Linked DNA regions of Mus musculus: region 1 is linked to region 2. Evidence: chromatin contacts called from public promoter capture Hi-C data. All regions are on one chromosome and are shown on one strand. The core of a region is the stretch at or near the end of the contact, and the rest is flanking DNA. Distances in the headings are between cores, read along the strand shown.

Region 1 (6,792 bases), core at 3,073-5,572, about 12 Mb before region 2:
CCAGTTCCAGGGGATCCAATGGTAGGTACCAATAACATGTGTGATGCAAAGACATTCATTCAAATACATAAAATAAAATAAGTAAGTAAAATGGCATCTATAAGCTGGGTCCAGTGGCATAGATAGGCCTGTAAACCTAGATACTCAAGAAACTGATGTAGGACAGTTGCAAATCTGGTCTGGGCTACAGATCAAGTACAAGAACAACCTGGAAAATGGAGAGTCTATCTCCGAGCAAAATGTAAAGGTACAGAGTAGCAGAGCACTTGCTCACAAGGGTACAGCACTTGCTGAGTAGTGCAAGCCCTAGGTTTAACCTCTAGGACCTTGCTCCTTGGGCCAACAAAGACATTCCCAAACCTGCTTTCTCTCCAGTGTTTTATACGTTTATTGACTGCTTTTTCAAGCTGGGATCTCAAGTAGCACAAGTGGACTTTGAATTCCTGATCCTCCTGCCTCCACCTCCAAATGCCAGGATTACAAGTACCATGTCCAGCAAATTTATTATGACTTTTCTGTAAGAGTTTGGTTTGCCTTTCTGGGCGCCTTTTTTTTTTTTTTTTTTGGTTTTTTGAGACAGGGTTTTTCTGTAGCCCTGGCTGTCCTGGAACTCACTCTGTAGAGCAGGCTGGCCTTGAACTCAGAAATCTGCCTGCCTCTGGGATCAAAGTGCTGGGATTAAAGGCGTGCGCCACCACTGCCCGGCTTTTTATTCCCCCTGGGCTCTCTTAAAATATGGTAGCTAAGTCGCTGATTTCAGAATCACCTGGGGCAGGAATCTACCAGAGTGCTAAAGGATCTTATACTTACACTCAATGTTTCTAAATTTTACCAAGTATACTACTTTTTTTTTTATCAGAGCTGAAGAGCAAAACACAACTAGCTGAAAAGCAAAACAAAACTATATATACCATGAGATGTCACACCCCGTTTTCTCAGCTACTAAGGAAGATGAAGTAGAACTGGAGCTCAAGATTTTGAGACCAACTTAGTTAACAGAACAAGATCCATCTCAAAACCAAACCAAAGCACTTTGTGTATAAACTGGGTGTGGTGGAACACCTGTCACCCCAGGTCTTAGGAAAACCACAAGTTGGCCAGTATGGACTATAAAGAGAAACTGTCTCAAGACAAAAAAAAAAAAAAAAAAGAAAAGCAGGCCTGGAAGATGCCTTAATCAGTAAACTTCTTGTGGTATATGAGGGCATAAGCTTGATTATCCAGTGTCCATATAAAAACACCAGGTGTAGCACATGCCTTCAATCCCAGTGATGAAGAGGTAGAAAAAAAGAGACTCCCTCAGGCTTGCTGGCCAGCCAGTATAGCTAAATCTGTGAGCTCTGGGTTCAATGAAAGACCCAGTCTCAAAAACTAAGATGGAGGAGCAATTGGGTGGACACCTGGCACCACTCTCTGGCCTCCACACCCATATTAACAAAAACCCCACCTTCACGTCCAGTCATGGTACTCATCAGGCTGTTTGGTATCACCTGTAAACTATGTGCTCTTCCATGTAATGCTATACATAGCAAGACAGTCTCTTACAGGGGAGACCTACAGTCATTGTGTCATTCACCTGTGCATTCTCAGAGCACAGATGCACATGTGCTGAAAAGAGTCCATTTCTTTGCTGTGTTGTTTCTCCTGCCTAGAGCGCCCTTCATCCTAAACCAGTGCTCACACTGGGAGGGGAGGGAGGGGATAACTCACCGTCTTTCATACTCCATGTCCTGATAGGAGTTTTAGGGGCTGCTGGGGCCCCTCCTCAGTAGCTGGCTCCTTTCACTTCTCAGCCACCCCTGTTGCTGCCAGCATGATCTGCCCGTCTGGGTGATACCTCCTGCAGAGACTCTACAGAGAATGGAAGGAAGAAAGGGGTCAAGGCAGTTGGAGCAGAGAGGGCCTCCTTGAGGAGACAGTCATTGTCAAGATTCCCTACTGTCCTATAACCCAAGGACATTGTTTTCCATTTCCTCGTGCTTCCGTGCAACAGTTCAGGAAGACAACCCCTACTTGGCTCTCTCTCCTTTTCTTCCCCCATATTCCACTACCCTAGAAAATAGCAAAGCCCTCATCAAACAAAGATATCTCATAAAGATTTGGTGGGGCCACAGGCTATTTATGACCAAGGTTTTGCATTCTTAGACTGGTAGACAAATGTAAGCCCATGGCTGGTTGCTGGGAAGGGAAGGGCAAGTGCTAAATGATTTGCCTAGATTAGGCACATTAGTCACAAAAATAAGACTTTTACAATAATTGGATGGGGTATAGTTGAGGGTAGAACACTTGCCCAGCACATTCAAGGCCCTGAGGTCCCATCACAAAAACTAGCAAAACTCCAAAAGACAATACAGTAGCAAAAGACTTCACAACAGAAGGAATCTCAGACTCCTTTCCATGGGTCAGGGTATTATTTCAACCTCCCAACAAGATGCCAACTATACCCCCAACAAGGCAGTCAGAAACCCTGAAAGGCTTTTGGAGGGGGGAGGCGGCTAACATGGCAACAAGACAGCTGCCACCTCCCTGGGCTTTTTGGCCAACACAGCTCTGATCCTCAACACAGCAAGTAGTTCCGCCCTAATGTGCAGCCAGGTCCCCAGGTGAATCTCTCCCCAGGGAGCTTAGGCTAAGCTTTCCAGAGGCAAAAGGGGCCTCTTTCCCAAGTGGTTCCAAAACATCTTGTTCTACTGAGTGACAGGGACAGCTACTTCATCCAACTTTTGGGACTGCCTTGAGAAGTACAAGATCTGAGAGTGTCATGACCCAACCAGAGATCAAAATTACCCCTGAATCTTTAGCTGCCACCCATTTGTACAGGAACCAAGTAAAGCTAGGCGGGTATAGTACTTGCCCAACGGTAGGTTGCCACAACACCTTTTCTCTTAAGTACCTATTTTCTCTTCCAACTCAAGGATCAGTTAACTTCCCCCAGATGGGGAAAAGAATCACAGGCAGGAACCCCAGTGGATGAGAACCTGACACAAAATGCTCAATGGCAAAAGAATGAGTCTAATTTTGTTGCATACACAGCACAGAAAAGAAACAAAGTTACAGACAAGCCCCCAAAATAGCCAAGGGCCAGGATCACAGGATACCTATAAGAGACACAATTAAACGGATTTCCCTTTGAATATATAGACCTCACTGTTACAGATACAACTCCCAAAAGAAGAAACGCCGGATATATATATTCTCTGCACCCCCTCCCCAAACTAACTAAGTTGGGGTCGATCAGTAACAAGCCTGCTTCCTGATAAGGATCAGAGGTCAGATACAGACCCCAAGGATAAAAACCATATTCACTTTCTTTCTCCGCGCTTGTCACCCTCATTCCCACCACATAAATGAATAGAGGCCGCAGCCAGAGTATTTCCCCGTGGATAGTTAAGTAACAAGGGCAGTCAGCACAACCCTCCTCTAAGAACACCCCCCGCAAAGTCGCAAACACGCGCGTTTCAAAAGATAAAAAGTTCGGTGGGCAAATACAGTAAGTCACAGTACCCCACTCCCATCTGTCTCTCCCTTCCCCCAACCCGCGTGCACCCATCCCGCGTCCCAATCGCGCACGCGCTTTTGCTTTCATAAGAAAAAAGCTGGGGTGGGGGACCATACCCCCTCTTCAGGTGCAGGCTGTGCAGGCATCCCTCAGCTCTGTGCGAACTCCGAGGGTACAGTCCGTCCCCGCGCCTCTTCTATGCACACCGGCCCTCTCCCCCTCCCACGCGCCCAGCTCCTTTACCTCCGATCCCACGACCCGCAACGGCGCTCACCTTCTCGGCCCGGGCTGTCAAGGGAGGGCTCCCAGGCATCACCTCCGCCCGCCACCACCTCCTTCAGAACTGTTAGTTCAAATGGGAGCCAATGCATGCAACTACCAAGTCCAAGACTGGGAGCAAAAAGGAGGAAAGGGGGAGGGGAGACGCGACCGACGCGTTGCCCTCCCAAGGAAACTCGGTGCCACCTCCTCCTAGCCGGCCACAGTCACCAACACAAAATGGCGACGAGAAGAGAGCCGGCGATCCGACCACCATCCACCTACTAAGGGAGCGCGCTCTGGCCGGCCTTGACGATTGGTTGCCGGTCACCATTGGCTGGCCCTGGCATTCTCTGATTGGCAAGCATATGCTACCTCCCCATTCCCTGTGAGAACGGCCCAGGAGTCCAGAAAAAAGAGTAGCTATTGGCTACCCCTAAGAGGCCCGCTCTTTAGAAGCTTGCTGTCCTTTGAAGTTGAAAGACAACTAGAAGCTCCACCTCTTTCCCTACAGGGCCATCTAGATGTCACCGCTTTCTTCTTACGAAGAAAATGAACAGACCTCTCAAAAACAACTCTCTCCCAGACTAACAGAAATGATAACGTTGATTCGGTAGCGACACGGCGTGGGAGGCAAAATAGAGTCCGCACCTCGCCGAACTCGTAAACAAACTTAGGCCGGGGATCTATTTAGCAAGGTAAGGGCGGAGCGACAAAAATCGCGCTGGGATCAACCGCAGCTGCGCACATTGTATTTCCGTCTCCCTCCCCCCCCCCGCCCCCCAGGACTCCGCAGTACAAGCTGTCATGGCGGCCCGACTGTTAAGCTTGTATGGTCGCTGCCTGTCAGCAGCGGGGGCGATGAGAGGGCTCCCGGCTGCTCGCGTTCGCTGGGAGTCCTCCAGGGCTGTAATCGCCCCATCCGGTGTGGAGAAAAAGCGGCAACGAGAACCGACCATGCAGTGGCAGGAGGACCCAGAACCCGAGGACGAAAACGTCTACGCGAAGGTGAGAGGGAGGGGGGAAAACGGGACGCTGTAGGGGCCAATCTGGACCAGGGAAACCAGTGTCAAAGCGGACATTCTCCGGCCCGAGATTTGAGCAGTGGACAAAATCTTCGAATATTCAGAAATTTTGCCTAGCTTGTTTTTCTCTTTCGTTGCCTTATTTGCAGTCAGAAATCACACTGAAAGAGGGCAGCACCCAAAGCATGTTAGAAACTTTATAATTAGGGTAATACTAAACTCTAAGGTAACACGTGCATAATGCCAGGCTGTGCTAGACACTTTGTATCTATTTACTCATCTCAATTCTAAAGTAGCGTGATTTTGAAGTAGGCACTATAACTGTTACTGAAGTAGGCACTGTAACTGTTACAGTGACATAGATGAGGATACTAAAACACAAGTTGCTAGCCCAAGATCACAGCTTGAGTAGGTCATGGAGCTGATTATTTGCATTCAGGACTGAATTCCTGTGCTTTATGGAGAGCAGAGATTCTGGAGTCAGACATCTTGGGTTGAAAATTATTCACTTGTATGACCTTGGACAAGTAATTTAATCTCTTGGTGCCTCGGTTTCTTTGTAAAGTGAGAAAAGTACTAGGAAAGCTAAGAAAAACACACCTGCTTCATATGAGTCAGAATGGTCACTGCAGCTCTTACCACTTACTTCAGAAGTACTCCAAATTAGAAGGTGTTTATTATTGCCATTTCCACTCTACTGAGGATATTGTGAGGTTTGTGTTTTTGAAAAGGCCTAGTATATTCAACATTAACATCTGATTGAAGATCTTAAATTATTATAGGGTCCTATAGAATAAGTGGACCCATAGGAAATTGCCAATATCCAAACATTTTTTTAATCTTTATAAATAGCACTTTCCAAGGATGAAACTTAACAGACAGGGTGAGCACTCCCAAACAAGTACGTGAGGCCAATTATTCATTTGGAAAGAAAGTCAAAATCTTGGATGGGGAGATGGTGATGAATTCAGTGGTGATTAGATTTGGAAGAAGAGCTTTCTAGGCCTCGAGAGCAGCAAATGTCACAGCCCTGTGGTGGGAAGGAATTTCACGTATCCTAAAAGTAGAGAAAGGATTTTAATCAGGGATAAGAGATTGGTTAGAGATTGGAGGGCGGATTAGAGACCAGGTCATGCAAGGCCAGGATATAACTTTATGGAGCAGCAAGAAGCCCTAATTGACCTCTCCTTCTCCTCAGAACCCTGACTTTCATGGTTATGATAGTGACCCTGTGGTGGACGTCTGGAATATGCGAGCTGTCTTCTTCTTTGGTTTTTCCATCGTCCTGGTCTTTGGGACCACCTTCGTGGCTTATGTGCCTGATTACAGGTATAGGGGTTTTCTAAGAAAGTTGAGTGGGAAGGGGCAGAGGCAAAGGTAGAGGTTGGAGGAGTCTCTGGCCAGAATTCTTACCCTGTACTGGTGGGGGATAGGGTGCTAAAGTTGGGAACTTCTGTCTAGTAAGGTTCCCTCACATCATAACCCACTTGTTGCTTTTAGGATGCAAGAGTGGGCCCGCCGGGAAGCTGAGAGACTTGTGAAATACCGAGAAGTCAATGGCCTTCCCATCATGGAATCCAACTACTTCGATCCCAGCAAGATCCAGTTACCAGAAGATGACTGATGGCTTACCGAGCAGGGCCTAAGAAGCATTACTCATCCGCTGCTTGTTATTTACCTGGTTCCTCAGAACACCTTATTAAAGGAATTGAAAGTATGACTGGTTACTGCTGCTTTTGTTATGGAAGAGGATATATGAGTGTGTGACAAGCTTTCAAGGGCCACTGCTGCCTTTCTTGTCTGTTGCTGTGTACCACTAAGGTTTGGTGGCTTAGTACTGTATCCCATGGCCCTGTGGATTGCATAGCAAGGATATGTGGCTCCCCTTGAATCTCAGGTGGTTGCTATTAAGTAGTAGCTAGGGCTAAAGCCATCAGAAGCACATCTGGTCTGTATAGTCAAGGTTTCAAAAAAAGATGTCTGGCACTTCAGGGTTCAGTACAGTAACCT
Region 2 (6,518 bases), core at 3,226-5,725:
CTGGGATTAAAGGTGTGAGCCACCACTGCCTGGCCAGCATACCACTGGGGAGATTGAGACAAAAGTATCTCACAGTTGAAGACAGCTTGAGCAAGTTAAGCAGATCCTGTCTTAAAAAGTGGTGCAGGGGTAGAAGATGGGGTGGTGATATGGTTCAGTGGATAAAGGCACTTGCTGCCAAGCCTGAGAACCGGAGTTCTGTCCCCAAGACCCACATGGTCCAAGAGAACAGACTTGCTGAAAGTTGTCCTCTGATGTCAACATGTGCATCTCACACATACACACAAGAGGTTACAAAGGATACAAAGGATTCATACAGTCTGCAAAGAAAGGGATGGCTGCCAAACACATTTAAGCTGGTGAGTTTATATATGTATGTAGTGTGTGTGTGTAATATCATTTCTGTCTTAATTTGTGCTTTCTATTGCTACTGATAAAGACCATGGCCAAAAGCAATTTGGGGAGGAAAGGGTTTAGTTCACCTTCTACCTTTCATCATGAAGGAAAGTCAGAGCAGGAACCTGAAGGCAGAAGCAGAGCGTCCATGGAGGAAGATGCTGTACCAGTCAGAGTTCTTGAGTAACAAAACTTGTAGAATGAATGAATATGAATATATATATATGGAGAAGGGGATATTAGAATGATTTACAGGCTGCAGTCCAGCTAATCCAATAGCTGGACAATGGCTGCAAACAGAAAGTTCAAGAATTCAGTAGTTGTCTTAGCCAGTTAGTATTTGGTATGTTCTGGAATCCTGAAGAAGTATGCTCTAATGTGAAGGAATGGACTTGCTAGCAAGGTGAGAGCAAGCAAGCTAAGAATCTCCTTCCTTGTCCTTATACAGGCTTCCAGCACACGGCATGGCCGGATTATTAGGATGTCTTCTCACCTTAAGACCCAGGTTAAAGCCATGTGTCTTCTGGCCTCAACATCTAGATTAGAAGTGGATCTTTCTACTTCACATTAGGAAAAAAAAAATCCCCACTGGTGTGCCCGCTATTTTTGGATTTTAGTTAATTCCAGATGTGGTCAAGTTGTCAACCAAGAATAACCATCGCAGCAGCTGCTTGTTTAGCCTGCTTTCTTCTATAACCTAGGACCTTCTGCCCAGGGATGGCACTGGCCACAGTAGGCTGTGTCTTCCTACATCAATCATTTTTTTTTTCAAGAAAATGCCCCCACAGGCTTGCCTACAGGTCAATCTAAGCGAAACATTTTCTCACGTGGGGTTCCCTTTGCCCAGATGCCCCGCTTGTGTCATGTTGACAAAAGAACAGCTAACACGGTGTCTATCTAATCTTCCAACATAAGTGAGAAAAACACCTTTTATATTAGCAGTTACAAAATTACATACTGTTAGGGCACAAAAAAGGCCTTGGTAAACTCAGGAGTATCAATATTAAAGGCTGTGGGTGTAGCTAAGCATTTGTCTAGCTGGGTATGGTAGCACATATCTTTAATCTTAACACTTGGTAAAGGCAGGCAGATCTCTGTAAGTTAGAGGCCAGCCTAGTCTATATAGCAAATTCCTAGCCAGCCAGGCTATATAGTAAGACACTTATCTACAAAAACAGACAAACAAACAAAACCAAAATTAGTCGATAGTTATCTTTAGTCTCACCTCTCCAGAAGCTGAAGCAGGATGACTTGAGCCCAGGAGTTTGAGCCCTCTTAGGGGACTTAGCAATATCCCATTTTCAAATAAATAGATAAAGTTAGTCACAGTGATGCACATCTGTAGTGCTAGGTAGGAGGATTGAGAGTGTGAAGCTATCCTGGGCTATGCGGTGAGGTCCAGGCCAACCTAGAATACATACAGACCCTGTCTACATAGAGACCCTGTCTCCCTCCCTTCCCTACACTTGCTCTGTGTGTGTGTGTGTGTGTGTGTGTGTGTGTGTGTGTGTGTGTGATGTAAATAAAGATATTTCATGCTCTTTGCTGGGAAGATGTATTAGGTATCTATTGATATCAAATTAGCACAAAGCTTAATGAGTATATCAGGCATGCTGCTGCATGCATTAAGTTCGAGCCTGTGTGAGGCTCAAGGGGCAAGGGAACTAAGCACCAATTCACAAATTGAGTTACACAGTCTCAAGACAAAACAAACATCTGTGGTTTTAGACGGTCGGGGTTCTGGGATTGGCCTAGCTAGGTGACTCTGATTCATAGCATTCATATACCATCCATCCAGGTGTCAGCCTACACAGTAGTGTAGGTGTGGATCCACTTCTAGGAAGGCCTGTTCCTGTACCTCTTGGCAGTATATCACAGTTCCGTGTCACTTTAGTCCCCTCTTTAGGACTGCTCTTGATAAACCAGCAAACATGTCACAGAAAGCTCAGCCTGCATGAGAGAACAGAAAACCAAAGTGCCTTTCAGCGACCCAGTCACGACACACTCTGACTTGTGCTTCAATTATTTTGCACATTATAATTGCTCCCCTAAGTCCAGTCCATACTCAAGGGGCAAGAGAACTAGGCTCCAATTCTTTTGTCTGGCGTTTTTCTTGGGAGTTTGGCAGATGGGTGTAACTAATTAGGTAGCCCAGGCTGGCCTTAAATGCAAGAACCTACTGCTCCAGGCTCCCCAAGTGCTAGGATTTCTGGTCTAAGTTATCATACCCAACTAAAGTGCCAGATCTTAATGGGAACAGTATCAGTGTGCACATACCTTAAACCCTCACGTAATATGACGTTATTCTCAACTCTACATTAAATGCAATTTCAAAAATCATCCAATTTTTGTTTGCTTATTTGAATACGGGGTCTCACCATAGGCTAGCTAAAGTTAGCCTGGAACTTGTTAAAGCTCCAATTCACAACCCTGCCTCAGTTTTCTGATAGATGGTGATGAGGCATCTGGTTCAATGGCACAGTAAAAGCAGACACAGCTCTCTCTCTTTGTTGGGATATAAGCCAAGGGACTTGCACATACTAGGAAGGCACTCTGCCACTGAGCTGAACCCTATAGAAGGACTGAGGACCTTAAACTAAAAGCAAAAGTATACAGCTAACGTAATAAGCTGCAGAAGAGTATCTTTGGGACCTGGGCAGGGAGGATTTCTTTAAAAGTACAGACACGCTGGTTGTGGTGATGATCCCAGCACTGAAGAGGCTGAGGCAAAAGTTTTATGAGTTCCAGGGTGACCTGAGCATACAGTGAGGGACAGACCACAGGGTGAGAAATATTAGAACAACAAAAAGTATTCAACTAAAGATAACTACTTACAAATTTAATAAAAATCCATGAAAATCACTGAGAAATGTGGGAATAAGCTTACCAGGAATTACAGATGAATGGCATCCAAAGGGTAGCAAATCGATTTGTGGTGGGGTTGGTGGAGGAGTGGGAGGCAGGCCTTTACAATGTTGAACAAATTTATTCTAGGAGTCAACAATGTAGAGTTCCTGGAGGCAAACAAGTTATTAGGCACTGAAGGCTGGGAAAGATCACATCGTCAGGCAGTGGACTTAGACACTACTTGCTATGGATTTCATTATGTACTGCAAAAGTTCATCCTTTCGATCAAGACCCAGTATCCCGAATAGAGAGTAAAATTCGTTTAGTGGATTGAGATTTGCATCCTTTGAAGCTAGGCTACCTGGCTTGCTGAACGCATTATCAGGCGTAAAGAGACTGTCAGATAAGGATGCAAACTTAAGTCAGAGGATGACACCAAGGGAAGGAGTCCGCTAACACACAGCTATATGTTAGGAGGAGGGGCTAAGCATTCGGAAATGTAAGGTTTGACAGGAAGAACTCTGAAGGCCTCGGGGCCTTAAGGGATATGCAGTTAAAGGTCTAAAAAGAAAAGATTGGTTTCTGAGGACGGCAGTTCGCTGGCACCGACCTACTGTCAGTTAGGACTTCCTATGGAAAGGGAGAGATGACGTCAAAAACACTGAAAATGACGTCAGGGAGGAAAAGGCTCTATGGATCCAACCGTTTGAGATGGAAAGGGGGCCAGTCTCTCGGGCAGAAAGGAGATGCTTATAGGAGAACGCACTGAACTCATAAAGCTCCTCTCGATTCCCGGAAGCGGCGAGGCAAATTGCTGCCTCCGCCTTCCTCGTCCTCTTCCCAACCCCCCCCCCCCGCTGGCCTCAACCAATGAGCACGCACGCCAGGGCGCGCTGGGGGACGTTGTGTGACGTCTCGGCTACGCACGCTTTATCAGGCGTCTTCCCGCGCCGCAGTCTCTCTGTTCTCCCGGTTCCTTCGAGCTCGTCGTCTCTGCCGTCCTCTGACTTTTAATTTCCAGGTAAGCGCCTTCGCCTTGCTCAGCGCTCGTTCCCCACCTCACTTCCTTGCCCTCTATGGGCGAGGGACGAGGGCAGGAAGAGTTGTGGCCGCTGATATGTGGGCTTGAGCTTTGAGGAGGGTTAGTCCCAGGCTCGAAGGCAAAAATGTATTCATTGTGAGGCGGGCGTGCTGCATCGGAACGGGAGAAATGCCGGAAGGCACGGGCTCGGGCGGCGGCGGGGACCACGCGCCAACCTGTACCGGCTGTCCCTTCCCACGTGACCGCCGCCATCTTGTTCTGCGGGGAAAGAGGAAATGCAATGCTGCTGTAGGCCTGCGCGACCGTACAAAATGACGGGCGTGGCAGCCTGGGATGTTGTGGGCATGCGCGATAGGAGTCATCAAATGGCGGATGGGCTCACCCAGCCTTGCTGGTTCCCGCCTTTTCTGCTCCCGAGCCTCTTGCCATTTGAATTGTCTCTTTTAACCCATTTTCTGTCTTCGCTGTAATTCTCTGTATCCGGATATTGTACACCTCACTACCTGCCACATTGACTCCCCAATAATTCGTGCACTCCCTTTAGGACTTGCCTTCTGCCATGTCGTCTGAAGAAGGGAAACTCTTCGTAGGAGGGCTCAACTTCAACACCGATGAACAGGCACTTGAAGACCACTTCAGCAGCTTTGGGCCTATCTCTGAGGGTGAGCCATGGACCAGCCCCGGGGTTGAGGGTTGGTGGAGAAGAGCTAGTCTAGAACTAAAACCTGAAATTCTCTTTAACTTCCATGTCTGTACGGTAACGGTTAGGCTGAAATAAATTCAGTTGGATACAGGATTTTTTTTTTTTTAAACAGGAGCGGGGGGGTTGGCGGGGTCCTAATTCTCCCAAGTGCTATTTGATCTGTGGCTGTGCCTGGCTATTACTTTCTACTTAGATGTTAGGGTTCTAACATTTGTCTTTCTGCCCCTCCCCCAGTGGTTGTTGTCAAGGACCGGGAGACTCAAAGATCCCGGGGTTTTGGCTTCATCACCTTCACAAACCCAGAGCATGCCTCAGATGCGATGAGAGCTATGAATGGAGAGGTGAGGCCTCCTGCCTGCACAGGGGCCGTCTCCCTGTCTGCCACTTTCTTCGTTCTTTCTGTTTTCCCTCTATGTCTGCCAGGGGCAGCGTGGCCACTCACAGGAGCATGACTGCCTTCTGTTCTAGGGGGTGGAGGGCAGCGGCAGACAGAGCCGGGCTGCCTGGGAGGCGACGACTGGTCCTGCATGAGGCGGAGAAGCCACCTGTGGATGGTTGACCTGCTCTGGGCTTAGGTAGTAGAGTCTGCAGAGCTGTGGGCCTGGCAGAGGACCGGAGAGGACCTCGTGAGTCTGCTGGGATGGACTCTGAAGCCTCAGACCGAGAGAGGTGTCTAGCCCTAATAGTCGGGCAGCTTAGAGGAGTGGGGAGGATACGTCAGCCTGAGTTCAGTCAAGATGTAAGTAGTAGCAGGGGAGACCGGTGGATTCAGGTCTTTTTGTGGGATTCCATAGCTCCTGGTGAAGCCATTCTGGTCAGCGGAGCTTGGCTTGGACGAGGCACCCAGAATTTGGTGCCCAGCAGGAATTTCTGGGCTCTTGCCTACACCTACCTGCCTGTGCCCATTCTTCCCTCATCCCTACTGTGACTGACAATTCCTTGTGTCTGTCTCCTTCCCATACCTAGTCCCTGGATGGGCGCCAAATCCGAGTTGATCATGCAGGAAAGTCTGCCAGGGGATCCAGAGGGGGTGCCTTTGGTGGGCGTGGTCGCAGTTACTCTAGAGGTAAGTGCAGTCATGGTTTGATTATGAGATTAAGTAGCGCTATTTAATGTTAAGAGCCTATGTCTGAACAGCTACTATTTGAATATTTTTCTGTAGGTGGTGGAGACCAGGGATATGGAAGTGGAAGATATGACAGTCGTCCTGGAGGATATGGATATGGGTATGGGCGGTCTAGAGACTACAGTGGCAGGTGGGTATTGAGAGGTTGGGATAGTCAGGTACCAGTGTTTTTAAATCTAGTTTATGCTGAAAATGGGAATTTTACATAGTGCTCATATTTTATGTATCCTGTTTATTATACATTTTTTAAGAGTATTATGTGGCTTGGATATATCAAAGGTCAATTGCCCGTGCCCACCATGTACCAATCTCAAGAATACAGTCTCCATCACCTGAAAACTGACTAACATTTCTATTGTGAATCTGCTATTATGAAACATGACATGTATAGTTTTTAGTGTTTA

What was found. Promoter capture Hi-C pulls out the DNA fragments that hold promoters and counts their contacts.
Region 1: a contact with region 2 is called in a promoter capture Hi-C map of cranial neural crest. The contact joins the promoter of Rbm10 here to the promoter of Rbm3os in region 2. A contact is called at or near these places in 1 of 39 promoter capture datasets (cranial neural crest) and 1 of 484 Hi-C or Micro-C datasets (B cells).

Annotation. Positions count from the first base shown.
Region 1 is chrX:20,615,033-20,621,824 of GRCm38.p6, reverse strand. It overlaps Rbm10 (RNA binding motif protein 10), which reads right to left and starts at 4,322. Exons shown (of 24, transcript NM_145627.3): 1 at 3,774-4,322; 2 at 1,711-1,851. The coding sequence starts at 1,727. Ndufb11 (NADH:ubiquinone oxidoreductase subunit B11) reads left to right here and starts at 4,206. Exons shown (of 3, transcript NM_019435.5): 1 at 4,206-4,765; 2 at 5,981-6,111; 3 at 6,283-6,499. The coding sequence starts at 4,565. The coding sequence ends at 6,406.
Region 2 is chrX:8,143,384-8,149,901 of GRCm38.p6, reverse strand. It overlaps Rbm3os (RNA binding motif protein 3, opposite strand), which reads right to left and starts at 4,475. Exons shown (of 3, transcript NR_033561.1): 1 at 4,171-4,475; 2 at 3,284-3,410; 3 at 1,938-2,346. It overlaps Rbm3 (RNA binding motif (RNP1, RRM) protein 3), which reads left to right and starts at 4,022. Exons shown (of 7, transcript NM_001166410.2): 1 at 4,022-4,264; 2 at 4,830-4,947; 3 at 5,223-5,329; 4 at 5,955-6,054; 5 at 6,151-6,244. The coding sequence starts at 4,845.